Regions from separate parts of the Rattus norvegicus genome. Here region 2 is linked to region 1. Evidence: chromatin contacts called from public Hi-C data. All regions are on one chromosome and are shown on one strand. Each heading gives the region's core, a stretch centred on a gene start, on an enhancer-like site or on the middle of the called end of the contact. The rest is flanking DNA. Distances are from core to core; before and after follow the strand shown.

The links. Hi-C and Micro-C count contacts between places; a contact is called where the count stands out from the background.
Region 2: a contact with region 1 is called in a Hi-C map of psoas muscle, with 2.7 times the contacts expected there. The contact joins the enhancer-like site here to the promoter of Lrrc57 in region 1. A contact is called at or near these places in 8 of 12 Hi-C or Micro-C datasets (the A7r5 cell line, the Rat2 cell line, Schwann cells and 5 more).

What each region holds. Positions count from the first base shown.
Region 1 is chr3:128,004,212-128,009,817 of GRCr8, reverse strand. It overlaps Lrrc57 (leucine rich repeat containing 57), which reads left to right and starts at 2,814. Exons shown (of 6, transcript NM_001012354.2): 1 at 2,814-3,108; 2 at 3,297-3,402; 3 at 3,509-3,647; 4 at 4,273-4,541. The coding sequence starts at 3,319. It overlaps Haus2 (HAUS augmin like complex subunit 2), which reads right to left and starts at 2,924. Exons shown (of 6, transcript NM_001402746.1): 1 at 2,777-2,924. The coding sequence starts at 2,869.
Region 2 is chr3:128,060,718-128,066,323 of GRCr8, reverse strand. Stard9 (StAR-related lipid transfer domain containing 9) reads right to left here. Exons shown (of 33, transcript NM_001427830.1): 4 at 727-843. Among named protein-coding and RNA genes, the nearest start is that of Stard9, 29 kb to the right of the region's middle. Within about 2 kb of position 2,228, at least 46 of the 93 cell types and tissues checked have an H3K27ac peak or open chromatin away from gene starts, as enhancers often do.

The DNA.
Region 1 (5,606 bases), core at 1,565-4,064:
CTCTGTGGTTCACTCCAGTTCCAAGGGACCCAGTGCTTTCTTCTGACCTCCATGGGTACCAGGCATAGTACACATACATACATGCAGGCAAAACATTCATACATAAAATATTCAAATAAAGATATCTATATGTAAACAACATATAGTGCTCAGGCTCTTTAGAGCTCAGGCTGTAACCTGGGGCCCCTGTAGTGGCCTGTTTTCAATCTTGACGCTGTATCTCTCTATATTCTGTGTTATTCCTTCCCTCAGAATAAATTTATTTTCCATTCTTTAGACAAGAGGCCAAGAACCTAAATATTTCTAGCCCAGACCCTGACACACTGGTAATATACAGACTAGACGGGGTTAGACTGACTAGCTAGCTCCTCCTATCTCTGGCTCCTAGCTCTAGGACATTTACCTTCACATTCTGCTTTTACCTGGGTGTGAGGGATCTAAATTCAGCCCTTTGTGATTATTTGATAGGCGATTTATTGATTAAATCACCTCCTGAGTCCCAGTACCTGTTTTATATGGTGCTTTGGATCAAACCAAGGGCTTTGTGTGTGCTAGGCAAGCACTCTATCAACTGAGCTATATCCTCAACCCATTTACTTTTTTCATTTAAGGGTTTAGCAGGGCATGATTGTACATGTCTTCAATCCCAGCACTCAGAAGGCAGAGGCAGGTGGATCTCTGAGTTCAAAGCTTGATCTATAGAGTGAGTTCCAGAACAGCCAGGACTACACACAACCATCTGTAATGGGATCCAATGCCCTCTTCTGGTGTGTCTGAAGACAGCAACAATGTACTCACATAAAATAAATAAATAATCTTAAAAAAAAAAAAAACCTAAAAAACAAGAAACTGGCTAATGTGGAAGATAACCATAAAACCACCACTGTACAGTGCCTGAGGTTATCTACCTTTCTATAGTTCAGAAACTTGTATTCTCTGTCAACACTTTCAAGAAGGACATTGAGTCTCAAATGTGTTACTTATGAAATAATCCAGTAGTTTTATGACAAGAGAATGGCACGATGCAAGGTGAGAATACTCTGCAATGTGGTAGAAAGAAAACAGAGAGGAGTGAGAAAGGATTAACTGAAGAGTACTGTGCCAGCTCCTGGGAAACCAATTAGCCAGGGCCAATTCACACACTCAAAGTAATGCTGGGTCTTAAACAAAGTCCAAAATCTTTCACAGCACAATGCTATCACATTCACCCTTATTATTTTAGCACTATTTATTTAGAGACTGAGTCTTGCTATGTGGCCCTAGATGGTCTGTAACTCACTAGCCCTGGGATTACAGCTGTGTACCACCCTGTCTGGCTGTTAACTCATTTTAAAAGATGATAGAGCAAAAGGGAGAGAGTTATAGGATCTAATTCTGCCAGCTTGCTGAGTGATACTGATTTCTTAGTCTCTTTAGGTGCTTCTTATTTGTTTAATGGAGACATGGTCTCCTCCCTCTATCCTAGGCTAGCCTTGAACTCTGAGCAATCTTTCTGCTTCCAGCTCCCAAGTGTTCCCAAGTCTTGTGTCACCACATCTGGCTATTTAGGTTTCTTAAACACTTTAGGACATGTGTGAAGTCTCTATTACCTCTTTCAGACATTAAAACCAAAAAACAATGAAACCAAGGGGCTGGAGAGATGGCTCAGTGGTTGAAAGCACTGATTTGCTCTTCCAGAGGGTCTGGGTTTAATTCCCAGCAACCACAAAGCAGCTCACAACGGTCTGTAACTCCCATTCCAGTGGACCTGACACCTTTACACAGATATACAAACAGGCAAAACATCAATGTACATAAAATAAAAATAAACAATTAAAAAATCTTCCATTACTAGCACTGCTAATTTCTACAGACGAATTAACTAACTTTCCTCAACTTCCTTTTTGTATCAGTTTCCTTCCTTCAATCATAATGTGCTTGATTTCTCACTCCCTCATTCCTTTCAGTTATTCCTTCAGATATTCGATTTCTCCCTTCTGTCTACCTGCTTGTCAAAACAGTCACTTCTTGGGCTACTCTTTATTCTTGTCTCAAAATCTTCACAGTGCAAGGGCATACCCAGACACACAGAGACAAACACACACTTTTAATAGATGCTGTCCTAAAGAGTCTCCGCTAGAGTTCTTCTGTACACAGGGCCCCAGATATATTTTAATAATTCCCATTAACAGGCGTTGTTGGAAATGTTTTTAAAGATACCTGCCACTATTTCTTTCTCACTGTCCCCACTCTACAATTTAGAGCGGTGGTTCTCAACTGAGTGACTCTCAACTCTTGGTGGGGGTCAAACAACCCTTTAACAGACACGGGTCGCCTAAAGACCACCGGGAAACACAGATGTTTACATTAATATTCCTAACAGTTGCAAGATCACAGTTATGAAGCAGCAACCAACGGAAATGATATTATGGTTGGGGGTCATCACAACATGAACTGTATTAAAGGATCGTATCCTTAGGAAGGTTGAGAAACACTCTTCTAGAGGAAGTAGTATCACTGAAAAGAAAAAAAAAAAGCGGAATGCTGGTCCATCTCCGACAAACCGGCCTGGGATAACCTGCAGGCACTCAAAACAGAGTGCTCGGAACACCAGCACTCTGTCCCTCACACTCGAAGAGCCCACGGGAGTATGGTCACGGCTGCAGTCTCCAAGGGACGCTACTAAGTACTCAACACAATCCTCAACTGGCTCACTCACGCCCGGGTAACCAGGACCACCACCTCACAGCTGAATTCTGTCGCCACCTTGATGACGCCGTCGCCGCCCCCCACGTACCTCAGTGACTATCCCTGAAGCCACCAAGTGGTTCAGCAGTAACCCAGCTGCACTCGGCGCGGACGCTGGGTCCCACGGGTTGGCGGCAGCCATGGCTCCAACGCACCTCTGGAACTGGCGCGAGGAGTGAGGGGCACACAGCGAACGTGCGCGCGGTTTGATGATGTCACAGGGCGTTCCTACCCGGGCGGAAGCCCTGGGAGCGCGTCTCAGGCGAGCGCGGGTCCCGGGTGTTCCCTGGTGGAGTCTTCTCTGCACTGAGCGGTAGGAGGCGAGTCTTGAGCTCCCTGTTCCGGCAGCAGCTATCGGAGGCTCCCTGGCCCTTAACTCAGGTGCCAACGCAGCAGGATCTTGTGGTAGCACTATCTGCTCGCTTGCTTTCCCCTTGTTACTCTTGGGCTGGCCCCTGGGAAGTAGGGATAGGCAGAAGGTGACAACTGGGACAGGAGACCTAAACGAGAGGTTTAGCGATGGCTGTATGTCTAGACTGGGCGGTGACAGCTATGCTTCTTTCCTGCAGGGAACTGAGCCGTGGTGCTAGGATGGGAAACAGTGCCCTCCGTGCTCATGTGGAAACAGCGCAGAAAACTGGTGTCTTTCAGCTTAAAGACCGTGGTCTGACCGAGGTGAGACCTGAGGGGACCGGACCTAGAAACTAAAAGGGAGAGGGATGGCGGGGTGGCGAAGTCTATTGGTGCAGGATTTTTCCACACTGTGAGCTCCTTTCTCCAGTTCCCCTCAGAGTTGCAGAAGCTGACAAGCAATCTTAGGACCATCGATTTGTCCAACAACAAGATCGACAGCCTACCACCTCTGATAATAGGAAAGTTCACTCTGCTAAAGAGTCTCTCTCTCAACAACAACAAACTGAGTATGGATTTTGTGCCTGGGCAGCTTTGGCTAGTAATCGGCAGTTTTACTGAAGGGTGTTTTCCCTGTTAGATGATTTTTGTTATGAAATCAGTTTAGGGGATGCAGAATGTTAGAGTATTGAAGCTTTTATCTCTTGTAATTAAATCTAAAAGCCTCCTTGGGTAGTGTAATCATTATTACTAGGTTAATTTGGACTAGGAAGACCTTTGGGAATCGATGTAAACACGATGTAAACAGTTATCTAATTTGGGTGGCAGGGTGGAATGAATCTTTTAACCTTCCCCAGATTGTTTTTAGAATACACTTAAGCCCCTTTACAAAAAGAATCCATTATATACGTACACACTTTTCTGCATTTTGATGGCTTCTTAAGTCCCAAACACCGTTTGTAAAAGGTGAAACCTAGACATGACATGTGAGGATTCTATGTAAGAAGTCAGGCCTGTAACCCCAGCCACTCAGAGGCTGAAGCAGAAAGATAATTCCAAGGCTACCCTAGACAACTTAGTGAGACCCTGTCTCAAAATTAGAAACAAAACCAAGATGGGGCAGTTACCATGCTGTCTTTTTATAAATTTCATTAGTTCTAACATTTAGTTTTTTTCTTTAATTTTCTTCACCAGCTGTTCTACCTGATGAATTATGCAATCTGAAAAAACTAGAGACACTAAGTCTCAACAACAATCACCTGAGAGAGCTACCGTCTTCCTTCGGGCAGCTGTCGGCTCTGAAGACCCTGAGCCTCTCTGGGAATCAGCTGGGAGCATTACCACCCCAGCTTTGTAGCTTGAGGCATCTGGATGTAGTAGATCTCTCCAAAAACCAGATTCGGAGTATACCTGACACAGTCGGGGAGCTGCAGGCCATCGAACTCAATCTCAACCAGAACCAGGTCTATACTTTGTTTGCATTTATGGTCTTCTGGTAACTTCCTGTTCCTTAAATGATAATCATGGAGTTAGGTATCCGAAGCTAAAAGATATATAAGGTGAACGTACTCCAATGCCCATGTCATGGGTTGACAGTGGTTGTGTAATGAATGGTGTTGAAGGTGTCTTGAGGAAGGTAGGAGAGTAACAGGGTAAGATAACTACAAAAAAAAAAAAAAAAAAAACTATTGAAAGTTTTACAAATATCCAGTTTCTTTTCACACCAGTTGGTAAGGAGGCACATAGGGATGACACAGTGTAGGGATGAGAACTATACACGTAGAATCTGAGTCAGACATCAGACACTGACGAACGATCCCTGAGTGACAGTTGTTCATTCTGAAGCTGGGTTATTGCGGGACCACTTTATACCTGAAATGTGTTCTGAAGCTCGTGGTTAACATTAGTATGGAGAAGTGCTCTGCTTTAGATATGAGGCGCAGTGATAAAAGAAACATTTGGGGTTAGGTAGCCTTGAGATTTTAGCATTTATGCTTCACCATGCACTTTGTGTCTGTTTATTAGTCCTATAGGCATGTTATGACTGTGATAGATTGCAATCAGCAGAATATTCGACCTTGGAGGTAGGTTTGTCTTTTCCCTGAGATTTCTGGGAAAAGAACTGTCATGGGTATTAGTTGACTTACTCCACATTCCCTGCTGCCAGACCGTGGAGTTTCTCAGACTGTACTTGGATAACCTGGGGGCTTATGCTTACCTTAGTGTTTGAGTCGGCAATTGAGAAGTCTAAGAATCTGCATTTTCGGTAAGTTCCTAAGTGATGGTTTGAGATGCCAGGTAGCCAGAATTGTGACCTGGCTGGCACTCTAGAAGAGCTGAGTGGTACAGAAATTGTGTATCATGTACCAGACCCTCGTTCATCCTGCTGCATGGGAAGGGAAAGACATGGAGCATCAAATGGGCAAAGTAGTAGATTGGTCAAAGACACAGTGTGTTTGGAGTTGACCTGGAGGACCTACACAATGCTACTAAATGGACATGCTGAGTTCAGATGACTCATCCAGATG
Region 2 (5,606 bases), core at 979-3,478, 57 kb before region 1:
CATTAGTATACTTGTACATTTAAAACAAAGGAGAGTCTTTTTTTTTTTTTTTAGGGTATGGGGGATTTCAAGACAGGATTCTGAGTCCTGGCTATCCTAGACTTGCTTTGTAGACAAAGTTGGACTAAAACCCACAGAGATCCTTCTGCCTCTGCTGGGACTAAAGGTATGCACCGCCACGCCTAGCAGCAGAAAGGGTATTATTAAAGAGTGCTATCCTTTGAATTCTATTTTTCTTGCTGCTATTTGTTTTGAGACAGAATCTCACTGTGTATCGCTGGCTGGCTGGGAACTCACAGAGATTTATCTGCCTCTATTCCCAAATTCTGGGGTTAAAGGCAGGTACTACCACAGCTAGGATTATCCCCTCAATTTTCTGTTATTAAAAACGACTTGTATTACACTCTATATACTTTTAATCCCCAACAAAAGTATTAAGCTTCAAGTGATGAACCTGAAAACCATATGCATCTCCAGTTGGACCAATAAGGACTCTTTGTCAAGGGAACCATGAAATTCTGGATTTTCAAGGTTTCACAAAAAGAAACTAATTATACAGAGTTTACCATTCAGTTAAAGTGGTGATGTCCCGTTGTTAATAGAGAAGAGGGCATTGATCTCATTAACATTGGTCATACTCTAAATCACAGTGGTAAGGACAATGTAAGATTCAGATTTTTTTTTTTGTGGCATTGGAAGATGGTTCACTTCAGTGCTAATACTCACTGGAGTCCCCAGCATGGTGTATGTCTTCCCAGAGCCTGTCTGCCCATAGGCAAAGAGACATATGTTGTAGCCTTTGGAAGCTCCAGACAGTACCTCAGTCCCCAAGTCCCGGAATACCTGTAACAACAAAAGCAAAGAGCTTGTCATTGGCCCGTTTTCCTATAGCACATTTAAAAAATATAAAATATTGAATCTAAACTCAATCATTTCATAAGAATCAATTCAACTTCAGGAAAAAATTGTAAGAGAAAATTCAGTAAGTCTGCTCAAATATTTTTAAGTACCTATATCAGCCTAGTTTTTTTTAAAGTGCATATTTCCTAGTCTTTTTTAAAAAGACTTTATTTTTAATTATTTCTGTGTATGTGCATGTAGAGCATTGCACACAAATGTGAGTACCTGCTGATACCAGAAGAAGGTGCCAGATCCCATGGAAGTGAAGTTACAGGCAGTTGTGAGCTATCTGGGTTCTAGGAACTGAACTGTGTCTTCTGAAAGAGCAGCAAGCATTCTTGGTTTGGTTTTTTTGTTTGTTTGTTTGTTTGTTTGTTTGTTTGTTTTTTGGAGCTGGGGACCGAACCCAGGGCCTTGTGCTTTCTAGGCAAGCGCTCTACTGCTGAGCTAAATCCCCAACCCCAGCAGCAAACATTCTTAAGGGACTGAGCTATATCTCAGCTCCAGTGTTTCACGGTCTAACAATGAAAATCTAAGGCAGGGCAAAGATAAAAAAAAACAAAAACGTACTTTTCCTCATACACCAGGAAATGCCTACTATGGCTAATGCAGTGGAAATAGTGAAACACTGCCCCAAAAGGCAAATTCAAGGTCTGAAGACCGCCACAGTTCCAGTTTAGGGTAAAGTTGTCCTTGAGGGTCTGTCTTCTGACTGCTCCTGAGAGCCGGCAGGTTCTGCTAGACAATCACTTCAGTTGAGGTCAGGTTTTATGACAAATCCAGAAACCTCCAGAAGTCCTCATATGGAAACTGTACTTTGTTTCCCGAAACCTGAACTGTTCTCTGCTAGGCAGCACTGGAACACTTCTGGCCACTGGTGTTGGTCTTGGTGGGAAGCAGAACCCAGTTCATTACCTCAGCGCCCTCTTCACTCTGGGCTGCTAGAGCAATGACTCCTGAGAGGAGGCTACCAACCAGGGAGACTTTCCAAAGAAAGACAAACACAGGCAGCAGTTGACAATTCCCCCAGAGAACCAAGCACAAGGCAGAAGAGTGGCAGATGGCGCTCTGCTGCCTGTGCTGTGCTGTGATGGATCCCTGATGCCTAGGGGGTACCACAGTGTTCCTGATTTTTTTTTCTTTCTTCAACTTCCCTTTCAATTCTGACTCATCTGCTATGGTTCCAAATTGTAGTGTAGGTCTTACACTTCAAAGCAGGGTGATCCTGGGCAAGTTTTGAAAGCTTCTGTTTCTCTAGCTGTAAGATGGATACTTGTATCGGCATCACACAGACTACTGCAGAGACTGACTTCACACATGAAACCAGGGCAACCAGAAATAGCAGGAGCTAAGTCAGGACTACACAGCTCTGTATTTTAGCAGCTGCACTTAGGCTTCTTGGCAGAGAACTGTTTGTTTTTGTTTGCTTTTTAATGCTTCCATTATCTGGGCAAAAGGCCAAAGGAAACCAGTGTGCAGTAAAAAACTTGAGCTCCCATGATCTCTCTTGCAGCTCTCTCTAGTCACACTAACCCCATGTTAGCAAAGTTAAAGGTCAGGGGAGATCTTGTTTGCCTCCTAAAGTCAGAGCAGGTGAAATTCTTGAGTCTGAAGAAGAAGTATATTTTGCTGCCTTAGAACAGATGAGTTAACTACCATCCATTCATTATTTGGAAAATCTTCCACAGAACTCCAACTTCCTAGGGCAGGAGCTGGGAAGAGAGGTGGAAACAGCAAAGAACCATATCAAAATATAAATATTTTTTTTCTGCCCACAGTTTATGATCAGCTGAGCGGAGTAAAGAGAGAGAGAGAGCGGAGTAAACAAGGAAAAGTTATTCTGTCTATATTTTTCCATTAATTAATTTATTCACTTTACATCCCGATTGCAGCCCCCACTCACCTCCTGGTCCCCCCTTCACCCATCCCCCCATCCCCTTCTCCTTTGAGAAAGGGTGGCCCATTCCCTTGGGCATCACCTCACACTGGCACACCAACTCACTGCAGGACTAGGTGCATCCTCTCCGACTGAGGCCACACAAGGTGGCCCAGTCAGGGGAATTGGATCTACAGGCAGGCAACATCGTCTGAGACAGCCCCTACTCCAGCTGTTGGGACCCACATGAAGATCAAGCTGCACATCTGCTACATATGTGTGGTGGGCCTAGGTCCTCTTTGTCTATGTTTTTATCCAAATGCAAATAACTGCCTAAATGTGTTTTGAAAGTATCTTTGAAGAAAGCACTTTGCCTAATGATAAAAGCTGTCAACAGGCTTCTGAGCTCCAGCCAAGAATGCTGAACTTAGCCCATTCGATCCTGGAAAACTCACAACTTTAGAAAGAGGAAAATAGGCAAAGAATGTGTGTTCCGCTCCACCCAGGTAACACAAGGAAGCAGATGTAAACAGCTCACTGTGACAGTCTAAAGGCTAAAATAAGACACTGAACTGCAGTGTACTGTAGGCTCCTATTCAGGAGAGATAGGCAACTTCATCTGTCTGTCTGTCTGTCTGTCTGTCTTTGAGTTCAAGTATAGAGAGTATATAACACAGACTAACCATAGCCTTTTGTTTTGTTTATTTGGTTGGTTTGGTTTTTTGAGACAGGGTTTGTTTCTTTGTGAAGCCCTGGCTGTCCTGGAACTAACTTTGTAGACCAGGCTGGCCTCAAACTCAGATCCACCTGCCTCTTGCCTCCTGACTGTTGGGATTAAATAGGTACACCACCGTACTTGTCTGACACGTGTCTATGTGCCTTTCTCAAATCCAGCTAGAATCAACAACACGGTTAACAATTTCATGACAACCATTCAAGATCCAATCATAAGGCATGGCCTATATATTACTAAAGGAACTTGTCACTGATAGGTTTCTTTGGTCTGGAGAGATTTTTGTTCTGTTAGTATTATGTTCTCTATCCCAAGTAGACTAATATCAAAAGTAACTTTAAAAAGCTCATGTTGTTCCTGTCTGGCTAGTTTTACAGCATGTTAACACCAGCTGGAGTCATTTAAAGGACTCTCAACTGCAAACAATGCCTCCATCAGAGTTGCCTGTAGTCTACCTTCAAGCAAGTGTGTGTCTTTAATCCCACCACTCAGGAGGCAGAGGCCTGCAGATCTCTGTGAGTGGAGGCTAGTTTGGTCCACAAAGCAAGTTCCAGGACAGCCAGGGCTGTTATACAGAAAACTCTGTCTTGAAATCAAACAAACTAACAAACTGTTGTCTGTAGGCCAGTCTATAGTTCATTTTCTCAATTTCTGATTGATGGGGGAGGGCCCAGCCCACTGTAGGTGGTGCCATCCTGAGCTGGGTGCTGTAAAAAAGCAGACTGAATAAGCCATGAGGAGCAAGCCAATACCAAGACTTCTACCTCCAGCTTCCTCCCCTGCCTGACTTGCCTCAGCGATGAACTATTACCTGGAAGTATAAGATGAAATAAATCCTTTCCTCCTCAGGTTCAGTTTTGTCAATAGTGTTTATCAAAGCAATAGACACTCTGAGACAATTCCAATATAGAATGAGAAAGTATTCAAACTAAGTAGCAAATATTAACTTCAAATGTTGCTACCAGAAACCTTCTAGTGAAGAACCAAGAGGGATATTTCAAGTCTGAAAATAGACTTGGGTCTATTTTGATAGGAATCTTTTTCTTTAAAAATTAACTCTATTTGGTACTAAGAACCTTTAATTCAGAAAGTGATCTAAACAACTGCTGGCACTTACTCAATCCTATGATTTCAATTACACCATTAATCAATCACTTTAGAGAAACCTTAAGGGTCCCAGAACTGCACATGCCCCGCCCATCACAGAGATGGTGAGGTGAGGATGACTAGACATATGTACACACTGACCCACCATCAAACGTCACTGTGCTAGAAAAAAAGAATTCAGAGTCCCTTATTTGAAGAGATAATATCCATGTAGCATCTGTAACTCCGTGGGGCTTTAGCTGGCAAAAGAACAACCTAACCCTTCTAAAGAGATGCACTGCAAGGTTAATAGGCAAAGACACAGACTTTGAGGTTTGTGTTAAAGCTGGATCTCTGGCCAAGTAACTTGAACTTAGTTTCCTTATCTCTGAAATGATGATAATGCTCCCAGAGTGGGCTGGAGACAGCTCAGTGGTACAGTGCCTTGCCTATCAAACTCCAGAACCACAAAAAATTATAATCATGCCTAACACAGGGTTAACAGACCTCATTTCAGCCTTGGCCCAAGTACGGATCAAACATTGTCTCTGTTCCTCTAGAGCAGATTTCCCCACAGGAAAGAAGCATCAGCCTCTATCTGACTTTGGCAGATGAATAAAGAGTCCCTGTTTGTCTGGTGTTGAGATGGCCTATGCTAAATTACTCCATACTGCATTAAAACAGTGGATTTTCACTGCCCTAAAAGACTCTACAAGTAGCTTTTGACTGTGTTTGAGGATGAAGGATAGCAGCCGTTGGATGGACCCAGAAACTGTCAGCATCACTAACTGATCCAGCATGAACTGATGAATGATTTATCCCTAGGAATTCATGGGGAGCCATTCAGTACGTTTACTGGGAAGAACTGAAACTGTGAGAACACATGGTATTTTACAGTCATATAAGGGAGCTGGGCACAGTGGGAATGCCTTTAATCCAGTCCCTGAGAAGCAGAGGCAGGTGATCTCTGCATTCAAGACCAGTCTACAGAGAGAGTTCCAGGACAGTCAG